Linked DNA regions of Mus musculus: regions 1 and 2 are each linked to region 3. A link is a contact called in public HiChIP or PLAC-seq data. All regions are on one chromosome and are shown on one strand. Each heading gives the region's core, a stretch centred on a gene start, on an enhancer-like site or on the middle of the called end of the contact. The rest is flanking DNA. Distances are from core to core; before and after follow the strand shown. Region 1 overlaps Iqsec1 (IQ motif and Sec7 domain 1). Region 2 has its middle 75 kb from the start of Fbln2. Region 3 overlaps Nup210 (nucleoporin 210).

Region 1 (4,043 bases), core at 1,123-3,622, 260 kb after region 3:
AAAGACTTAAAGTCTTCCTCCGCAAGCTGACTTAATTCCTAGGTTAATGTTGATGTCTTAATTCAGGGATCCTATTCTGCTACTGTAGTTTCAAGCTTTTCAGCTTCACTCACTGTCTCCTTGAGGACATAAAAGGTTTTATATCTAACCAGCAGTATCTGTAGCTACAGGCTGTGTGGACATTTGGACCTTGTGGCAATCTTGGAAAAAGATGCCTGGTTGAGGCTTCCAACTTAGAAGCTGCAGCAACACTGGGTTATGACACTGGGGGCATTTCAGGGGGAGTTTCCCAGGGTTGGAAGACTATTTCCAGAGAGGTGCTACCCAGCAGGTGCTGTGGCGGGGTGGGGCTGAGGAGATGGGGAAACAGCTACTCACTCACTTCCCCTATCAGCCCCTGTGTGGAGCGGGGAGAGGCCTGCCTCCCTAATCACCTCATGTCCTGTCAGTGGTCACCCCACCCATACCCCAGTACACAAGGGGAAACTGAGGCAATAACCTCAGTGTGCTTCATTCTCCTGTCATCACACAGGAAAGGCTGTTGGTAGGACGTCTACTGCTCTGTGGTCTACTGCCTCACTATGCAATCTACAAAGTCACTGAACTACTCTGGATCTAAGGTTAGCATTTGCAAAACTGAACTGTGGTTTCTTTCCAGAGCAGAAAAGGAGGCTCATGGAAAGACTCTGGCCCAGTGCCTGGGCCTTTAAGCACTTGGAATTTCTCTCTTTGGGTGGTAGACTCCAAGGGTCACACCCTCCGTGCTTCAGAATGGGAGATAGCGTAGATCCTAGAAAGCTGGCCCCAGATTCTCTTCTGCTCCGAGCAAATTGAGTGACCTTGGTTAACTTATCTGGAAAAAAAAATGGCTTAATAACCATCCTGGCATAGGTGAGAAAAGTTAACCAATGCCTGGCCCAGATGGATTTGCCTGCCTGTCAGGGTGGGTACCTAAGCATCTTCCTCACCACCACCTTCCTGTTCCATGAGCTCAGCTGAGTGAGTTGTTATCTGGCCAACAGTGTACCTAGCGAATATCTCCTAAGTGCCCTCTGTGTGTTTGGCCCAGAGTAGAGGTGGTGGTGGTGGAGGGGGCAAGGGTAGTGGAACGCCTTCCTCTTGGAATATCTGGGGCTCAGGAAATGGACCACAGAGTGAAATGTGGCTGTGTGGTTTTGAATGACTTCTTGGGTGGTCACAGGGGACCTGAGTCCAAGATCAAGGAAGCCACTGGATGAAGGACCAGCTGGGGATTCGGGTTCTAAGGACAGAGGGACTGGGAACTTCCAGCAGTATCCCCAAAAAGGAGGGTGTCTGGTTGGGCACAGAATCTGGAGCCACTCCACTGTTGGATAGTGCTCACCTTGTTCCCTCAGCACAGACTGGAAGAGGACCACACTCTAGCTACAGTGATAGGGAGGTAACCTGGCTGGCCCTGGAGTCCCAGACTAAAGGTGAAGGGGACAGCAAAGAGCTGTACTGGGGAGGGTGGGGAGAGGTTGGGGGGGTAGTGGAGATCAGACTCGTTCAGTCATCACGTAAAGCAGAGTTTTTCAACATGTGTCAGGACCCCTTGAGGGTTGAATGATCCTTTTATAGGGGTCACCTAAGATCATCAGAAAACACAGATATTTACATGATGATTCATAACAGTATCAAAATTATAATTATGAAGTAGCAATGAAAATTGTTTTATAGTTGGAGTTACCACAACATGAGGAACTGTATGAAACGGTCTCAGCATTAGGTTGAGAAACATCATGTTAGATAGAGGTCCTGTGAGAGTGTTTGAGGGGGAGTGGGGCAAGCTGGGTACTTAAAACAAGCAGAACATGATAAGCTCCAGGCCAAAGGGATGAGGTAAGGGGTGGGACCCAGAACACAGAGAGGCGGGTCAGCTCAGCCTCAGCTTTAATCCTGTTGCTTCATCTGCTTTCAGAGACATGGCAGAGATAAGGGTGAACTCCACCCACTGGGTCACTAGGGAGAAGTGAAGGGTAGGGGCAGGGCAGGGCAGGGTTAAGGGGCCTCTAGAAAGAATGTGGAAAACCTGGAATTGGGTTTTGTTTTCATATTTTATTTTTATTTTTATTTTTATTTTTTACAGTGCTGAAAGTAGAACCCAGGGCCCTAGGCATGGTAGGTAAGCACTACCACTGGCCACATGACCTCACATTCCTGTCGTTCCTTTTGTCCTCCCTGTACTACCAGGCCTGGCTCTTTTCTCTTCTCTTCCTGTCTCCATTTTCCTCTACCTTCTTTTCTGGGCTCAAGCCATGCTTTTCTCTTAGCCTTGTCCATAGCTAGGACAGGCCAGAGCTATCAAGGACTGTTGGATGTGCATCTAGCTCTCATCTGTATAAGGACTAGTCCAGCCACAGCTTCACTGGAGTCTCGGGCGTTGATGACTCACCAAATGCTTTGGAAGTTGAGGGAGGAAAATTACTTTGGGTTTGAGGCCAAGCTGCAAAAAATTGCCTCATTGATTTCTCACGACAAATCCTGAAAGCATGGGTGCAAATCTCATCTCTTTATTGGCATCTGGTTTTGGTTTTGGTTTTGGTTTTGTCTTTTCAGCAGTGGGGATTAAATTGAGGGCCTCATGTATCATAGGTTAGTGCTCTACCACTGAGCACCATGCTCAGCTATCTCTTTTTGCTTTTTGAGACAGGATCTCACTAACTTATTCAGACTGGCCTCGAATACTTTCTATAGCCCAGTCTAGTCTTGGGCTTGGTGATTCTTCAGTTCTCAAGTGGCTGGACTCTAGGCCCACACTGCCAGTACTGGCTTTAACTTTGTTTTGCAGCTGGGGAAACTGAGGCAGCCAGGTGTGTTGCCAGAATTCTTTTCTGAATTCTGGGAAGTAGCAGCATCAGAATTGGAATCCAGAACTTACCTTTCCTTTGAGGTTGAGGGTGTGTATCCCAAACACTGACTTAAAAGAGACTTCAGTATTTCATATCAAGCTGAGCTCATTGTTTCCATGCCTTCCTTCTGGCTGCAGCTGATAGCCTTACCTCTCCCTCATCTGCAAGATCATCTGAGAGCTAGTCCCTACCAGACCCAGAGCTGCTATCCATCTGGTCTGCCTGGAAGATGGCCCTTTGCTAGCAGCTCCCAGCCTTCTTCAGAGTGGTCAGTGTCCCCTGCAAGCTCAGTAAGTCAGAAATATGGGTATGATGACACACCCTCATATCCCTCACCTCTTCTAGCCTCTTCTCATGCACACAGCTGTGAACTGGAAGGGTATCTACCATTTCAGGGAAGACCAGAGGAAGACAAATCTTTGGAAGAGTGACTGTAGGCAGGGTCTCCAGCCTCTTCATTTCTGTTTCTTCATTTCTTTGAGATGGACAAAGATTCCCATTAGGACACACACTGTGTCATTTACTTGGAAGGCTCCAGGAAAAGTTGGCCATGAGGCTACTGCCCATCAGAAATTCATCTGTATGTCGGCTGGAGCTAGACTCAGAGAACAATCCCAGCATCTTCCCCAGTTCCCTCCCTCTGACCATGTGGGTCTATGGTTTATTTGAAAACTTTTGAGTTCCCTGGGATTGTGGAGACTGCTCTTGGCCCAAAGCAGAGCCCATGCTTCAGGGTCTCAGCTCTACAAACAGGTACCCTGGTATAGGCACCACAGGAAGTCAGTGGTGAATTCTCAAGTGCTAACTGTTGCTATGTAACAAGCTGTATGGTGCTATGGCTTGAAATAGCAGTGGTCTGTGATGTGGGGTCTGTGGGTTAGGGGATCTGCCAGTTTCTGCTGGTCTCCCAGGGAGGCCAGATAGATTAGAAGGCAAGAGGCAGCCCAACAAACATGGCCAGAGATAGTATCTTTTAGCAGAGCCTCTTGGATCCCTTACTGCACCTCAACTCTTGAGAGGAAAGAAGAATCTCTGCCATAAAAGGACTTGTAGAGCTAGGTCCTGGGGTGAGTTCCCAGAACATCAGCCACAGGTCAAGGAGGCAGGTGGAAACCATCCACCGGACCAAAACTGAGAGTCTTGCTTAGGAGTGTGAAGTGGAACCCACGGTGG
Region 2 (3,953 bases), core at 1,240-3,739, 270 kb before region 3:
CAGAAGGAGCAGCCCATGGTAAGGGAGGTTGACATCCAAGGGGGCTGCCATCCCCAAAGGGGGAGTCTCAAGGTTGCACATGGCTTTGCTCCTCAGTCTGTATAGCTTGTTTTCTGTTTTAGGAGACCTGGGACAGGGCAGCTTGTATGGTTTCACTCCTCAGGCCCTAAGACTGCACTCTAGCACAGTCAACTGCAGGCTCCAGCCCCGACCTCCACTTCAGATGGCATTAGACCATCCTTATTATTGCATCCTGGAGTGGTCAATCTTCCAAATACTTGGATGTAAGCAAAAGCTGCACTCCAGCTTCAGGAGTCTTTCTGAGGATATAACAGATACCTCCACTTGGCTCCTTTTCCTTCTGTCCTTCTTTGACCTGCTGTACAGAATTAAGTTATGAGGGCCAGAAACCTGACAGCCATCTTGGCTGTCCCCTTTGGTTTGGTAGAACCAGGAGCCAGAAGGAAGTTGGTCCCTTTGTCCAGCCTATACCACCAACTAGAAGATTTACATATGAAAAAGATAGACCTCCCTGTTGTGTTTAAGCCAATGGAGTTTTCTTTCACAGCCTAGCTGACCCACTGATTCATATTCTACCAAGATTGGGCACTCCTGGCTCCTGATCCACCCTTCAATACAATTTCAGGACAAAAACCATCAGGGTGCCCTCTTCTTACCAAATGGTCATCCAGTTGCTGCTTGGACACCACAGGGGAAAGGTTCAGCCAGTGCTGCTGAGCTGGGACAGGAAGCTGGTCTGTAGTCCAGGGCTGGAATCAGCCTCCTGCCCTGGGCTCTGGGTCCAGCTCTGGCCCCACTCCATCACCATCCCAGACCAAGACCAGGATTCCCTAAGGCTGGACTGTTCTTCTGTAGGCTCTGGACACCTGCTGCTGTGACTTCTGTATCCCAGAAGTGAGCTCCATCTCCATTTGAGGCGTTCTAAAGCTGGGGGAGGGTTTCAGAGGCTCCCTTGCTCCCCCAAGACAAAGAAGAGGATTAGGTCACGGAGACCAGGCTATGCCCGTGCACAACATTCTGGGCTTCTCACCACTCACCTGCTTTATCTCCTCACCTGGCTCTCATGGAGCCATCCTGGTTTGCAGATGAGGACAGTGAGGCCTGGGAAAGTAGAGAGAGGGGCAGCTGCCCAGCCTGGCCCTTCCTCCATCCCACCCCTGCACCTCGGCCCGCCCAGTGCTGTCCTGGTCGGTCGGGACAAGACTCCGACTTGCAGAAGAGATTAGGACTAAGGAGAAAGAACGCCGTCCTGGCCCCGCGCATGCCCTGAGTATTTAAATTCTTTTTCATAATTATCTCAGATAGTAATTACTGCAGAAGCAGATGCGCTTATCGCAGACAAGAAGCCACCTGCCTTCCCATTTTTGTCAAAAGTGGAAACTGACATTATTTTTGCGTTTTGCTTCAATGGCTGTTTTCACTGTAAGTAGCACCTTCACCACAAGGAAAGCAACCCTGGAGAGGGAGGGGGTGTCCAAGCCTCAGGGTGATTATTCCAATCCTGCTGTGGGCATTGCTCAAGGGCTTGAGGGGAGAGAGGAACATACTTCCACAAAATGTACAGCTGGGGTTCACTCCTAGGGAGAAGCGGGCACCCCTCCCCCACTACACCCCTCCCCCACTACACCCCTTGCCCACCATAGGACTACAACCCTCTGGACTCACCCACCCACCACAAACATCAGTGTCCTGGACCTTGAAAGAATTGGCTCCCATGAGAAGTTCTCATAAGCCCCCAAGAGGATGCCCCTCCAAGGACTGGGCACTCGAAGCTCTCTCCTCTCTCACAGCTTAACTCAGGGGCCTTCAGTAACAAGAACAAGGGACAACCTGAGAACCCTCCATCAAGGAAAGGTCCTGCAACCAGGCAGGATAACTGACCTTCAGGAATCAGGTGGGAATCCCAGGCCTGGCTCTGCCAGCCTCTCTGGTCCCCAGTGTCCCTTCTGTCAAATGGACAGTCCCAAAGGATCTTGACCACCTCTTCCCTAATGAATAAATCATTCCTCCTGGAAAGCTTTTGGCGTGAACACCTGAACACGGGGGTCTCTTTCCACTCTCAGCCCCAAGTCACAAATTGTAATTGTCAAGAACTACAATTTAGCGTACTGGGTACCTGGAAGGCATTGCTCATTGAGTCATTTATCTTGCCCCCAAATCCCACATTATGGGTCCATTCTCATTCCTCCTTTTCACTCGGGGAAGCAGACTCAGGGTGGGTGAGTTTTCCACAGCCTTACAGCAAATCTACTAAAGCACTCAGTAATCCGTTCCCGAAGATGAAAATCTGATTGCTCCCATTTCCCAAGAGGAGGCACCGAGGTTCGGAGAGCTGTACCTCGGGTTTGGGGGAGTACAGACCCAAGCGTGAGCACAGAGGAACTGGAAGGGAGCCCTGAGGAGTTCAGCCTGCCTTCTGGAAGAGCCCCCTACTGGGCGTGCCACCTGTCCCTCCTCACAGCTGCGTTCTGCTGCCCTCGTGTGGTCAGAAAGGTTGACGGGGCTTCGAGCCTCTAAAAATTTGCGCGAACAGAACAGACGTGGTCAGAAGGCAAGAGTGTATGGGTAAAGAGAGAGAGCACAGCCCCGCCCTGGAGTCCTTCTCAGTTTCCACTGACTCCCTGTAGGCAAGCCACTTCCTACTCTTTGTCCTAGCAGATCTGTCTAGGACAGTCTTCCCTGACTTTATCTCTTTCCAACAGCGTCCCCCAGCCCTACCCATTAGCCATGATGTGGATGTATTGATTGTCCCTGTGCAGAAGTGAACCTGGCCTAGGTACTTCGCGGTAGAGGCTTGGAATGGGCCCTCTTCATCACCCTACATGCCTCTAGTCAGCGAACTTGAGCTGATTCGGCTGCAGGCCCTCTAATGTGTCAGGCAACAAGCCCCGCACTATAAGCATTCGCCCGCTGCGGGATGCTGTCCACTACAGTCTGCACACCAGTGGGCAGCCTCCGAGGGGCGTAGACTGTATGACGCGGGAGGACAACCGAGAGCACAACGACCAAGGGCGACGGTCTCTGCTGGGAGGAAGAGGGTGGTCTGGCACTGAATTTGCCTCCCAAATCAACCTGGGGGAGCCTCTCATTGTTCTTGTCTCGCCAGGAGGAGAAAAGTTTAGTCTAAATGCCGTCTGGTCCTCACGAGCACCTGCCAGGACACAGTGCTCAGCGACTTGCTTCTCTGTGTCTCCACTGCTGAGGCCCCGCATCGCCCAACCTACTAGTCAACCGTGCTGTGATGGGCAGGAACATGTGTACATCTGGGAGTGATCCAGGTTTCCTGTCGCAACCCGGTGAACCCGCTACTCGCAGCAATCTCATCTCACAAGGCAGGAAAATCAGACACCAAGAAGTCTAGGAACTTGCCTATGTCTCACAGATGGGAAAAGGCAGAACGGAGATCTGAATTCTGCGGGACAGGACAGGGCCGTGGGCTGCAGTGTCTAAGCCCTGCTCTCTACTGAAACCCTTAGCGCACCAGCCCTGCGATCTGGAGCAGAGACCTGCAATCAGCAGGGCTCAGAGTGTGTGATCTCCGGGTAGAAAGTTCTAGGACCTGCGCCTCGGCTTTCCGCGGACCAGCGCCTAGCGCCCCTGCGCCTGGATAGCTTTCTGCCAGAGCCACCGCTCGGACACACGCACTGACGATCCGCGACGCTCGCAGCGCCTCCTGGTGGCGTCCAACATCCTCAGCGGCGGTGGCTTTGGCGCACGCCCTAGCTGCACTGGCCAAAGGCGGCTGGCCACGCTAGGGACTGGCACTCAGCAGCTGAGCTTCGCCACCTGCCGCTGGAGTCCGGGCTCTTCCTGAGAGTCCCGGCATGCCTGCCCCATGGCTCCAAGCCAGGCTGAAAGTCAGAGCCCGGAGTCAACGGCCCGACTTCACCGCGGCCTCCCCGTGAGCAGCTGTCCCGCTCTGGATATGTGGG
Region 3 (4,043 bases), core at 547-3,046:
GGTGGACCATGCAGATGTCTAGTGGCACAGGCCCTCAGGGGACCCAGCTATGGCTCTGGCATTTTGATGTCTGTCTTTGTCCTGTTGCAGATGGAGCCAGCCTCCTGTCACACTTCCTGGACTCCTATCAAGTCATGTTCTTCACCTTTTTTGCTCTGCTGGCTGGGACAGCAGTCACCATTATAGGTGAGGCCAACCTCATACCCCTTTCTCCACCCCGCACCCTCTCACCCTACTCACTCTCACCAGCCTCTATTCTTGCAGCCTACCATACAGTCTGTGCACCCCGGGAACTTGCTTCACCCCTGGCCCTCACGCCCCGTGCCAGCCCTCAGCACAGCCCCCACTGTGAGTACCTCGGCCACAGGCATAGCCTAGAGCGCCTCCACTAGAGTCATCTCCTGGGGAAGGGTGGGATCCAGGCCCCGAACCCTAGATTTCACAGCTTGTGTCAGAGCAAAAGAGACAGTTAGAGCTGAGCCCCAGGGACAGATGTGCCAGGGGACAAGAGTGTCACACAGACTCAGATATTAGTCTTGACTCCTCAGAGGCATCCATCCCCAGCAGGCTGTGGGATGGGAGGAGTTGGTAGAGACAGTGTTGTCTGAGCAGGGGAATTCCAGAAAAGACAGGCAGGGCTACCACTGAGAGGTCAGGTTGGGATGGGAGGATGGAGACTCTACACTGTCCTCATGAGAGATACTCCCACAGAGAAAGATAGGAAAGCCCACTCCTTTCAGTAATCTATTTGTCTGTGATGACCTAAGGTCTTAGTCACCCTCTACAGTTCCTGGGGTACCTTTCTCTAAGAGTCTTCTGGAATTGTGCAGTGCCCAGTAGCCCTTTGTCTCCTGACTCCCATTTGGCTTGTGTAAGAGGCCCTTGAGCTAGTGTTTGCTCATCTTAGTGTTAGAGGACAGCTTTATGGCCAGAAGTGCACGCACACCCACACACACACACACACACACACACACACACACACACACACACACACACACGCACGCACGCACGCACGCACGCACACACGCACACGCACACGCACGCACACACACCCTGTTATCAAAGCCTCTTCCTGTTGTCTCTGGTCTTCAAGGCAGGACTCCTGAGTATCCTAGCATGCTGGGTGGTAGCTGTCCTCATGGCTTTGGCTTGATGCACAGCTATTCTGCTACAGTCCTTTCTGACTCTTCCTCCCAGTGTTTGTTGAAGTTACCATAGGGTCTTAGTGACAAAGTTCCTTTCACTTGCCTCCAGGTCCTTGTTACAATAGCATTGTGCTCAAGAGTCTGGTTCTTCCATCCTCTTGGCTCCGTGGAGAGATAACAGGATGTGTCATGTGACCCACCCCAGACTACTGACTGAGCTCAGGAAGGTCAGAGGTCATGTTCCAGGCTAAGTGGATATAAATATTTATGAACCCTACACATCCCAGTAAATCTCATCCACACCCTCCACAGGATTAGCCCAGTCTAGCTCATAAGGTATTCATTGGAGACAGAAGGCTGCTGGGTACAGAAGCACAGGTTGGGCAGTGTACTTTCCCGTGCCTCCCCTGCCCCTGTCAGTTTCTGCTGTCCTAGGTATAAGCCCCTGGCATGCCATGGGCACACACTGAGGAGTATAGTGGGGATATTGGCTATTTATTCCTTCATGCTCACGTCCCTTTCCTCCCCAGATCTTGCCTCATCTCCGGCTGCTTTCAACACACTGCCTTCTGGTCGCAAAGCCAGCCCTCCCTCGGGGCTCTGGAGCCCAGCCTATGCCTCTCACTAGGCAATGTGCAGGGCTGGTATTACTACACAGCTGAACTGACACCTGGACAGAAGGGTCACTGTCATTTTCACACCGGGGTGAAACCACGCCTGGGCCCTAGGCCATCCTCACTGCCCTGGCCGTGCTGAATCACTGCCTGATTCACACAAGCAAGGGATTTTAATTTGTTTGCTTTTAAATCTCTTTCCCAGTCTTGAGGGTCAGGGCTTCCTGGTTCCCTCCTTCTCATGTGGTGTGCAGGGTTTGGGGGTGCTGCTTAATCTTGTATTTGTTCTGCTCGAGGAAGCTCGCTTCCCTGTTCATGGCTTTTGAGTATTGGAAGCTGTTTCTACATCATCTACAGATAATGTCACTGTAGTGATCTCAGGGAAAGGATTTTCTCATGACTCCTGGGGTTTTTGTGGTGCTTGGAATAGAACCCAGGGTTTCATACCTGCTTGGCAATTGCTTGTCCATTGGCACATGTGCACACCAGCCCTTTATTGTGGGTTTTTTTTGTTATTGTTGTTGTTGTTTTTTGTTTTTTGTTTTTTTTTTCATGAAAACTCACTCTTCTCCTTATCCTACTGCTGCTAGGAAATGTGGGGGACAAGCAGATGTGGATGTCCCCTAGGGGACACCATGCCCAGAGCCCTGTGCTGACTGAGCCTTCTTACTGTGATAGTTACTGAGCCTCAGCAGAGTGGCCCTCCCTTCAGAGCCCCGGGAGGACTTCGGTCTTGTTTCAGCAGAAGGGCTTCTGTCACCAGGGTTGGAGTACCTCTCGCTCTCCCTGAGGCAGCTTGGGAATAGCCACAGCATCATCGGCCCTGCCCTGCAGCCACTGGCAGGGATCTTCTGATCTCTGGGTTTGTTCTGAGATGCTGCTGTGACTTGTGGAGCAGAGAGACCCAGGGTCATCTGCTCATCTGCCTTGGAGGACACAGAATGCAGTACCTCAGTGGATCTGAGCCACCCTATTGGCCCTCCTCTCCCCCTCCTCTGCCACCAGCACTCGCCTCGCTAGCCCAGGAGCGAAGAGGATGCCTTGGGAATACGACGCATCTTCACGTCCAAGCTCAGGGTCATGGCCTCTGTTTCAGGTCCAGGTGCTGTGGTGCTGTCAGAATGAGCCAGAGACTCACCTCCAAGTGGACGTGTATGGGCACCACGTCACCAAGAGTTGTTTGCCTTTGAAGGTCATGTGTGATCCTTTGAGGCTGAGCCATAGGATGGACTTTCTGGACGTGAGGATAGAGTCTTTGTGCCCAGCCAGCCACTCAATCTCCCCCGAGAGCTGTTAATGGAGTCTTCCCTGCATTTGTTTAATAAAGTTCTGTGTAGTTTCTTAAGGATGCGGTGGTTCTTGGGGGTACTGACTCTGCCTGGGTGTTTACTATGACTGATGGCCTGTAAGCACCAATGGTGCCCTTACCTCCTCCCTGGCCATGGGGTCTCCCTACCCTGAAGGCAGGGGCAGGAGCAGGACCTTGTCTGCAGTAGTACCGCACAGTCTCCCTTCCCTCCTCTTCCTGCCAGTCCTCTCAGGCACCTGTCATTCTGCCTTCTCCTTCCTTCATTGTCATCTAAAATGTTTGTATTTCCCCTTAAAATGGCCTTTCTCTGTCCTCCCCCTACTCCCCCTCCCTCAGCTATACTCCCAAGATCTTGAACACCTCAAAGGACCAGTTCTCTGCCCCTCTCCCCCACCACACGCCCTTGGTCTGGCTTGCCTTCTCAGAGCCCTCATGGGCCCCACCCTAGCCAGCACTAGTCCTGTCACATTCCTCATGGGACCTGCCCTGTCACACCATCCACAGGAAACAGGATTCCGCTGGGCCCTGCTCTATGCCCTTGTCTCCCTGTGCTTTTTTCTCTCCCTCTTTCCCTGCCTCATGCCACATTGGAAGTGGGAGGAGATGGGAGTAGGGGCTCCTCAGTCTCGGGGACCTGCTTCCACAGCACTGCCCATGCTGAGAACACCAAATGGCCACCACTTCACTTCCCAAATCGGACCTCCGTGTGAGTGAGTGGTGACGGGTGTCATTCTCATAGCTCCTTGGGACACTGTACCCGAGAAGATCTAGACAGCATTATCAGATTGCTGAGTGTGATTGGTATTGTACCTACTGTACGCATGCCTGCCTGGTACACGGTGTTGGTGTTGCCCTCAGGTAAGACCTCTCTGAAACAAAAGATAGCTACCAGGATCCAGGGAGCAAGGATATCACATCCAGACATGGCAGGGTCTAGAACAGAACGAAACTCCTGTCTCCTAATGACTGAAGGCA

Evidence for each region. HiChIP or PLAC-seq counts read pairs in DNA pulled down with a chosen protein or histone mark.
Region 1: a contact with region 3 is called in a FOXA1 HiChIP or PLAC-seq map of pancreatic cancer cells. The contact joins two enhancer-like sites. A contact is called at or near these places in 1 of 115 datasets of contacts at active chromatin or transcription factors (pancreatic cancer cells) and 2 of 9 other capture datasets (embryonic stem cells and liver).
Region 2: a contact with region 3 is called in a FOXA1 HiChIP or PLAC-seq map of pancreatic cancer cells. The contact joins two enhancer-like sites. A contact is called at or near these places in 1 of 484 Hi-C or Micro-C datasets (cerebral cortex), 1 of 115 datasets of contacts at active chromatin or transcription factors (pancreatic cancer cells) and 2 of 9 other capture datasets (embryonic stem cells and pancreatic islet).

Annotation. Positions count from the first base shown.
Region 1 is chr6:90,748,135-90,752,177 of GRCm38.p6, reverse strand. The region is part of intron 1 of Iqsec1 (IQ motif and Sec7 domain 1); the gene reads left to right. Among named protein-coding and RNA genes, the nearest start is that of Iqsec1, 60 kb to the left of the region's middle. Within about 2 kb of position 2,372, at least 76 of the 459 cell types and tissues checked have an H3K27ac peak or open chromatin away from gene starts, as enhancers often do. A contact at or near this core is called in pancreatic cancer cells, where this site is marked.
Region 2 is chr6:91,285,352-91,289,304 of GRCm38.p6, reverse strand. No RefSeq gene overlaps it. Among named protein-coding and RNA genes, the nearest start is that of Fbln2, 75 kb to the right of the region's middle. Within about 2 kb of position 2,489, at least 49 of the 459 cell types and tissues checked have an H3K27ac peak or open chromatin away from gene starts, as enhancers often do. A contact at or near this core is called in pancreatic cancer cells, where this site is marked.
Region 3 is chr6:91,012,129-91,016,171 of GRCm38.p6, reverse strand. Nup210 (nucleoporin 210) reads left to right here. Exons shown (of 40, transcript NM_018815.2): 38 at 91-186; 39 at 265-348; 40 at 1,676-3,105. The coding sequence ends at 1,773. Among named protein-coding and RNA genes, the nearest start is that of Gm38860, 4.2 kb to the right of the region's middle. Within about 2 kb of position 1,796, at least 39 of the 459 cell types and tissues checked have an H3K27ac peak or open chromatin away from gene starts, as enhancers often do. A contact at or near this core is called in pancreatic cancer cells, where this site is marked.